Linked DNA regions of Zea mays: region 1 is linked to region 2. A link is a contact called in public Hi-C data. All regions are on one chromosome and are shown on one strand. The core of a region is the stretch at or near the end of the contact, and the rest is flanking DNA. Distances in the headings are between cores, read along the strand shown.

What was found. Hi-C and Micro-C count contacts between places; a contact is called where the count stands out from the background.
Region 1: a contact with region 2 is called in a Hi-C map of leaf, with 4 times the contacts expected there. The contact joins the promoter of LOC100272765 here to the enhancer-like site in region 2. A contact is called at or near these places in 3 of 25 Hi-C or Micro-C datasets (ear, leaf and tassel).

The regions. Positions count from the first base shown.
Region 1 is chr9:86,832,152-86,836,788 of Zm-B73-REFERENCE-NAM-5.0, forward strand. LOC100272765 (putative serine/threonine protein phosphatase superfamily protein) reads left to right here and starts at 2,459. Exons shown (of 6, transcript NM_001147218.1): 1 at 2,459-2,944; 2 at 3,766-3,880. The coding sequence starts at 2,692.
Region 2 is chr9:86,629,165-86,633,672 of Zm-B73-REFERENCE-NAM-5.0, forward strand. No RefSeq gene overlaps it. Among protein-coding and RNA genes, the nearest start is that of LOC103638625, 100 kb to the left of the region's middle. Within about 2 kb of position 2,112, at least 18 of the 20 cell types and tissues checked have an H3K27ac peak or open chromatin away from gene starts, as enhancers often do. A contact at or near this core is called in ear, leaf and tassel, where this site is marked.

The sequences.
Region 1 (4,637 bases), core at 1,209-3,708, 200 kb after region 2:
GTGAAGAATTCAAATGGCAAATGGAGATATGCACTGATTTCACAAATCTCAACAAGGCTTATCTGAAGGATGAGTTTCCCCTACATAGGATTGATTCTCTTATAGATGTAACGACTACTTTTGAGCTCATGAGTCTACTTGATTGTTATTCTAGGTACCATCAGATATGGATGAAAAAGAATATGAACAAAAAACTAGCTTCATAACACCTAGCACCACATATTGCTACCTTTAAATGTTTGAGGGACTGAAGAATGGTGGTGGAAACTTTAGCAGGATGACAAGCAGGGTATTGGCCCCCAAATTGGTAGAAATGTGCCAACATATGTGGATGATATCATTGTGAGATGCACAAAACAAGAAAACCACATCTTAGATCTACAAGAAACCTTCAACAACTTTTGAAGAGTTGGTCTGAAGCTTAACCTTGAGAAGTGTGTATTCGAGGTAAAGAAGGGAATGTTCCTTGGTTGCCTAGTGTCAACCAAAGGAATTGAGGCCAATCCTACCAATGTAGAAGCCATACTTTGGATGGAGCCACCAAAATCAAGGAAAGGGAATCAACGGTTGGCAGGCCAACTAGCATCCCTAAACAAAATCAGCTAAAGATTAGTTGAACGAAGCCTACCATTTTTTGAAGTATTGAAGTTAGATGAAGCATTCCAATGGAGGTCAGCCCAACAACAAGCCTTCAAAGAGCTAAAACAATAATTGATCCTGTTAAAAACCATGTCACCACCATCACCAGGGCTTCATTATTGCTATATGACTTTGCCTCTCACTCCACTATGAGTGTAGCTCTAATTAGTTATAGTTCAAATATTAATAGAAATAGAGCCCGATCATAATCTGATTCGATCCTTAAATTCTATAATGTAAAATTTAGAGCCCATTACCACCCCTACCTACAAATGCATGACCTATTTGCTTGCTATATTTAAACTTACAATGAACCAAAATGGTCACACAAAATTCCATTTATAAGCATTTGATTCACATACCACTAACAAATAGGTTGCCACTTGTAGATTGTTCCAAATCAACATATGGGTTTTCGTTAGATGAGTAGGGAACTGCCAACAGGGAATCGAAACCAATGCCAACAACGTCTTCAATCGACGAACGACACTGCCCAACATCTTATAGATCAGTAGATCACCGAGGAGGTCGAGTCCGTCGTCGATGGACCTCTGAAAATTTGTGCCTCCACTACTCCATTGCAAGTTGTCCTCGCCCCAAGCCGTTGATTTTGCTGCCCCCTTCTAGCCACAACACGTTGTTGAAACCTCGCGCAAGCAACTCTTTCTTGCCCCTACCAGACAGGAGTACTTGACCATGGTGGTTGCATTGCTGCTCTTCATGCCGCTACAAAGAAGGGAGAATTGGGCTTTGAAATGTTTTTTAATTCACGTTTCCTAAAAGCCAATAGAGAAGGGAGGGCAATTTCTAGGAGAACAAGTTCTTTACTACATGAACATACCTTCAATCCGCCAACGCATCTAATCTACACGTCGCCGCCACAGCCCTTCCATCTGCCGCCGCCACCCTTCATGCCCCTGCCACAACCCTCATATACGCCGCCACCACAGCCGACCTTCACGACCCCATAACCGTGCCCTTCACGTTGTCGCCGATGTAGCCCTTCAAGCCACCACCGTCACTGTCTTTTTCATGTCGCTACCGTAGCCACCCTTCACGCTGCTGCCGCTGCCGCCACACCCGCCCTTCAAGTCACTGTCTCCACTGTTGGTCACGACTTTGTTGCCCTAGTGCAAATGCACTCTTTTCGCCCCCCTCGCATGTGGAATAAAAAGAACCGGTGGAAAATGAATCACATGTGGGAAATGATTTTTATTGGAGTTTGGGCATGCCATAGTTTATAAAAATATGTGTGGAGATGAATTCGTAGTCCCAAAGTTTTTGAGGAAGTTTTGGTCACCTGTTAGGGCTAGTTTGGGAACCTCATTTTCCTAAGAGATTTCTATTTTTTTCATGGGAAAATGAACTAATTTCCCTTAGACTTTGTTTTTCGCTAGTTTATCCTAATTTTTTTTGTAACATATAGGTCTTTCTGGAGATCTCTATGGGTACATTTGGTTACAATGATAGAACAGAATGGGATGAGACGATTCCTCAAATTAGGTTGTTTGGTTCTAAGTCGAGGGTTGGGACATGACTATCCTAATGTTGTCCTCTGTTGTCCCTTAAAATTAGAGGGACGAGAGAGGACACTAGAAAACGTTCCTATCCTAGCTGACCCGTAATCAAACGCATAACTCTCTACCTGGTAAGGAGGTTTGCCTTTATTTCATAAAACAACACATAAAACTACTATAACCAAGGACTAAATCACCAAAAAGAAAAGCCCAAAGCCAAATCGAAAACAAATACCAAGACAGCGAGGAAAACAAAAAATTTAAAGAAAAGCTCCCCCCATCCACGAACAAAAGATCGCGAAGCGAGAGGGAATGATGGAGGCATAGGCACTAGCACCTCCTCGCCTCCACCTCCGTCCTCTTCGATCCCGTCCAATCCCCCGCGCCCCGGCGCCCCTCTCCGCCGGCGGCTTTGCTGGGTCCCGCGCTCCTCCTCCTCCTAGGCTGTTCTGGTTGGGGCTGCGGCGGAGGGAACTAGGTAAGGGGGAAGGAAAGGGGAGGTTTGAGGGAGAGCGCAGCGGCAGCGGCAGCAGCGATGCCATCGCACGCGGATCTGGACCGCCAGATCTCGCAGCTGCGGGATTGCAAGTTCCTGCCTGAGGCGGAGGTCAAAACGCTATGCGAGCAGGCCAAGGCGATCCTCATGGAGGAGTGGAACGTGCAGCCCGTGCGCTGCCCCGTCACTGTCTGCGGCGACATCCACGGCCAGTTCTACGACCTCATCGAGCTCTTTCGCATCGGTGGCGACGCGCCCGACACCAACTACCTCTTTATGGGCGACTACGTCGGTCAGTCCCTCCCGACTACGTATCCTAGCCCCTCCCGCCTATCCTAGCCCCTCCCGACTCGTTCTTGGTTCCGGTCGATCTGTTGATTTGCATGGTGGTTCGATCTGTTTCTCTGGAGACTGTTATTAGCTAGGAGTATTGGTTTCAATAGATCGTGCTTGTGAACTGAGGCGCTCAAGCTGATTATGGCTCAGTGGACGGGGTTATTGATGCTAAACGGATTGTTCAAGCTGATTATGCTAAATGGACTGTTTAAGCTGATTATGGCTTCCTCACTGTTGCTTTATGGATCACAAAGATTCTTTCTGGCGTTATTACATGATAAATTTGTTGCTTTATGATAAGTGACTTAAAAACTTCTGCAGACTAGCAATTATTGAATGTTTGTAGTTATTGTATATAAGAAATTGAAAACGTGAACCTTTTTAAATTTTATGGCATATATATGGATGGTCTACTGATTGTACACTACACTATTGCTCACATTGATTGTACACGTAAAGCATTCTTGAAAAGCTATAGATGAACTTATAAGAGCCTTGCCTGCAAAACACGCTTGTTACATGTGCTATTTCTATGGGCCTAGCATATGGGCATACACACAAACAGGACGCTGTCCAATTAAACTTTCCTGCAATTTTTGATGTGCTGCGTCCTAGTGCTGTGCAATATTAGACGTGCTTCAGGAAATGTTACCTTTTCCAGTTAACTTGTCAAGGTACTGGGGAAGCTTACCGTCTTCATATCTAAACTTTCTACTGCTTTCGATAGTTTTATTTGTTTCCATACCACAGTTGAGTTGACTATGGGTTTTTCTGCAGACCGTGGCTACTACTCAGTGGAGACTGTGTCCTTATTGGTGGCTCTAAAAGTACGTTATAGAGACAGAATCACAATATTGAGAGGAAATCATGAGAGTAGACAAATAACTCAAGTGTGAGTTCCTATTCCTTTAGCTGAACTCTACAGCAGTACAGAATTACTAATTTCAGTATAAGATTTTTTATCGCAGTCACTGGAAACATGATGACATTATTAAGTAATTTTCCCTTTAAATTGTTACCACCTCCGTTCCAAATTGTTAGACGCTCTGGCTTTTCTAGATACATTGCTGTTACTACGTATATAGACATGATGTATATCTAAGTGCATAGCAAAAACTATGTATCTAGAAAAGTCAAAATGTCTTACAATTTGGAATGGAGGGAATAAGTTCGAAACGGGTTTCCTAGACACCGAGTCCATACTAATGAATTCTATAACAGGCTTAAAACTTAAAAGTTCTACTTCTACTGCCAAGTGAACTAGGGAAATCTTTCTCTGTTTCCTAGCCATATCATTACTTCTTTGCAATACTCAGGTTCCTAAGGGCTTGTTTGGTTAGAAGGGGATTGAGCCCCTCAATTCCCTTCTAACCGAACAAGCCCTAAAGGATTTCAGCCTTGTTTACTTTATTTTTCATTAACGATGCATGCTTAAGATAAACTACACATTACTTCTGTGTTCAAGGGCATCAAACATAATAAGTAGACTAAATATGTGAAACGTAACTGCTGTGACATCAAATCATTTTTGTATTATATTCTGGAGCATCTTATTGGTCTAATGAGCTCCATAACCTAGTTTCAGCTTCAGAAAGTCATAATCTGATACGGAAGTTGGCTACACAGGCTTCTTTCTCTATCTTGATTCT
Region 2 (4,508 bases), core at 862-3,361:
GGAGGCCTCATTCGAGTCGTCCGACCCATCGAGCCTGGCGCGCTCGATGGATCGCCAGTATGCTCGCGCCGTGGTGGATAGCCTCATGGAGTCGTCCGAGTCCTCGGACGACGCCACGGGAGACGCTGGAGCGAGCAACCGATCATACTCGGAGGAAACTTCCCCGAGTACTCCGAGTCACCGAAGTCCTCCGAGGGTGGACTCGGAGGATGCTTGCGCTTGTCGTCAGCACGGCGAGGACATCCCTTGCCTCTCTTGCCTCTGCCCATGGTTGTGCAGAAGGGGGAGAAGTGAGGAAGAAGAAAAGAGCAAGTGATCAAGGGCGAGTAAAGAAAGCAGCCAGGGCAAGTAGGCTATTTAAAGAGGCCAGGAGTGACCGTCCACTTCCTACCCCGCTCACCGAATAGTCGCAAGAATTCAATAAGCAATTCAAGCCGCCTTAAAATGAGCCAGGCAACTGGCGTCGTTACATGTAACATGACACCGGTTGGACTCAAGTCAACTGCTCAGGCAAATGATTACACACCGCTGTCACATCAAATTACTAGTTCAGGAGAACGCGATAAACGCCTTTCGCGGAGCAGGCACCCTTTGGGCACACCCATTGGGTATATCGCCCGAAAACTTCAAGATTTTCTGAAGTGATGATACCTGCAAAATATACGCATACCGTGACAAAAAGAGAAGATCGACTAAAACAGGAGGAAGTCCAAATGTGGTTACTGAAGCGCAAGTCCAATCAATAGAAGCATTAAAGTACATGGCTGAGTGGTGTCCAGCCGAGGGTCCTCTGTTTCAACTAGCCAGATGTCCAACTTGTTACCGATGAAATTGATTCCAGACCTAACAAGACATGGACAGATGGCATCACCTGGCTATTCTGAAAATTATTTTAAAAACGTCACAAGATGAAGACCTTTGAATGGATTACTTCTAAAATCCACTCAAAGCTCGGGGGCTACACCCATTGGGTGCACCTTCGGTGCACCTAACAGATTCATAATGGCTTGAAGCCAAATGCTGATTTCAAAAGCAAAAGGATGAACACCTTTGAATGGATTACTTCTAAAATCCACTCAAAACTCGGGGGCTACACCGAATGGGTGCACCTTTGGTGCACCCAACAGATTCACAATGCTCTAAAGCCAAATGCTGATTTCAAAAGCAAAAAGATGAAGACCTCTGAATGGATTACTTCTAAAATCCACTCAAAGCTCGGGGGCTACACCTAGTGGGTGCACCTTCGGTGCACCCAACAGCAGTACAAAAGATGAAGTCATGCTACGAACCCATAGACAGGACCAGGAACCTTTGAGTCAATTATTTCAAAATAAACTCAAAGATTGGGGGCTTGTGGGGGACATATATCCCCCGGGCCCACTAGAAGGCAAAACCCTTGCGTGGGGCCACAAACCAGTCACCCCGCAAGGTCGTCTCATCGTGGGTCGGGCAAAGACTACAGTTGAAATGGGCCGATCCAAGAAGGTGATGGGCTCGTGCTCGGATCGTCTGTGGATCAGGCGTAATCTTAAGGGAGTCGTCCGTCTTTCCCACGCCAGACGCCCTCAAACACCGGAGATAGAACGGGACAAAGCCATCGAGTTTTCCTTAAGATAAGCAAAGTCAGTTCACTATTTGCTAGGAGATAAGCTGGAAGAGTGTGATCAACGTGTGCGTAGGGAGTGTCCCACAGTCGTGTATATAAGGCCTAGGGGGAACCTCATCATTTTCATCTCATTTTAGCACCTCTCCATTCCGGAAACACCACTTGTAAACACACCACACATACAAAGCCACTCCACGAAGTAGGGTATTACGCCTCTCAAAGCGGCCCAAACCTGTAGAAATCGCCCGACTCTCTCTCTCGTGCTTCTGGCACAAACCATCGAGCTACAATCAGCAACATATCCTGGCCGATTCATTTCACTCGGACGACCCAGATTACATTCAGCCATCACCGAAGTGGTACACACCGGACACCGTCTGATTGGCAGCCTATGGTCCAGATTTAAAACAACCCAAATCGATCCCGTTCGCCCGATCACGAATCCGTGGCCCAGATCAGATGGTGCGAAGGGATACGTCACGACTTCATCTCCGCCGTTAGATCCATATACGACGTCCAGCGCACATCTCTCACCTCCCAACACCGGAGTTAGGCGGCGCTCCCTGCTCCACGGTGGCAGAGCACGCGGTGAAGGTCGGCCAGTGGTCTAGTGCATAGTCCACTGATTCGACGCGTGCTAGGTGTAGCGGATGATTCCGTGAACTTCCAGGAAGGGTTCTTACCGAAGCTCACGAAGCAGGGGCACCCAGCCATGTGGGGCGGGGTGACTGCGCATCGTTACCGGAGCACCGACAAGGGATTCATGCAATCCAAGGCTCCCTCCTTGTTCCACTATGAAGCTCCAACCACGGCATGCCCATGACCCCGACACATCCCGTGTTCGACGGCGACGGCAATCCTTTCTTCCTCCTCAGCGACGGTCCCCTGGTTCCGTTGCTAGCTGATGGTTTCCTCCCACAATGAAGTTTGCAAGCGAGGCGGAGCCCACGAATTTATAAGCCTGAGCCACGGCCGATGCGCGCGGTAGTTGCGTCGAACCGAGATACCCAGCGGCGGTGCGTCGAATCCGTTGTGACTTCCTCGCAGCGGAGGGGATGGTTCTAGCGTAGGGGCCCCACCAGTCATTGCTCGGCGGGAAGATAGAACTGACCAGTGGGTCACGCGCCAGAAGAACAAAGCGCACATGGGGGTAGTGTGAGGCTGGAGTGTGGGCCCTGCTTGCCAATGTACAGGGGAGTATTTCATGGTGGGCTGGCGCGGGTGAGAGGAAGAAATGGGGAGTGGGCCGCACGGTGGTGTTGGGCCGAGCAGGTGAAGGTAAAGAGGGAATAGGTAGGCTGGGCCGAGAGGAGGATGTCCGACCCAGACACAGTTTGTCCTTTTTTTTCCTTTTTTTTCTGATTTCAATTCCAAATTTAAGTTCTAAATTTATTCTTCAAATTCAAATCTGAGATACAAATGCAACAATACAAAAACACAGAATGAGATGCATAATTATGTATTTTATCTATTAATTGTTCCTTTAACCATTTAAGTAAACAATCCAAACATGTACATTATTCATTTTAAAAGAGTCATTATTTTGATTATGTAGTTTAAATTCGAAATGCAATATTTATTAATGAAAAGGTAATGTATATCTTTGTTAAAAGTTATCTTAGGTTTGAATATTATTAAGGAGTGTTTCTAATTATATGGCTCATGAGGGAAATAATCCATAAAAATGAGTTGGAAATTATTTCTTTTTTTGGAGTTTTATATTTTAGACTAAATATTTGAATATAAATTTGAAACTGAGGATTTTAACATTACCAAACAATTATTCTAGAAGAAGAATTTTGAAAGAACCTCCCTATTATAACCCACCTTAATCTAATAACTTTTTGAAAAGAAAATCCCCCAAAATAAGATTTTGTGGTGTTACAAGCTCCTACGCGGACCGTCTGACTTTTCCTACCATACAATACGGGGATGCACGACCACCACGTAGCACCCCTGTGACAGCGAACACAACAGGACAATCCAGATTTACCATCAGATAGTCCGACTTAGCGTCAGACCGTCCGGTCACCTGAGCCAGAAAGTCCAGATACGGATACACATACGCACCGCCTACTATCGAACATCATACACCAATTTATTACACACCACAACAGCAGTACGTTCCTCCACATACATATTTAAACCACAGTGCACCATATGATCACAGCTCGGTCAACGTTCTCGATTGGGCACGACAGGAATGTCGACATAATAATGCATGCCCAAATGAGCCCTGCAACCTAGGGTCTGTTGGTCTGCCACCCAGCGCAATGGAGAAAATTAGGGAATATGTAGGAAACTGTGACGCCTAAGAGGTGGTGAATTAGGACTTCTAAAACTTCTTTCTAAACTAGGCCACAAAATAATCACTTTAACAAGACCTATGCAAATAAGCAAGTTAGGTTTTGTCTATGTGTTGCTATCTCTACCGCAAAAGAGTTTTGCAACCTAAGTTCCAATCATAAATAATCTAACTAGAATTGAGATATTGAAACTTAAGGACTTAAAGTAAATGCGAAAGATAAAGAGGAAGTAGAGAATAGCAAACTCTTATGGACGACACTGGTATTTTTACTGAGGTATCCAGAACCACGCAAGGTCCCTACTAATCCTCGTTGGTGTCCCTATGCAAAGGGTAGCCCACGCGAGGGCCAAGCACCATGGATGAGTAACTCCATAGAGAGCCATGTGCCTTCTCCACACACAAGTGGTGCTTTGCTTCCAGCTTTCTCTTGGACGCTCTCCGTCTTCTTCTTTATCGAGCTTCCGGCTGAAATGACGCGGGCCTCGTTCCCTCAGGTACACGGTGGCAGTCGTGACACAAACTTGGTTGTCACGGTCTTGCAAGACTCTCGCCCCACTTAGTACAATTTTACAACGCTCGTGCAAGAGCTGAGGG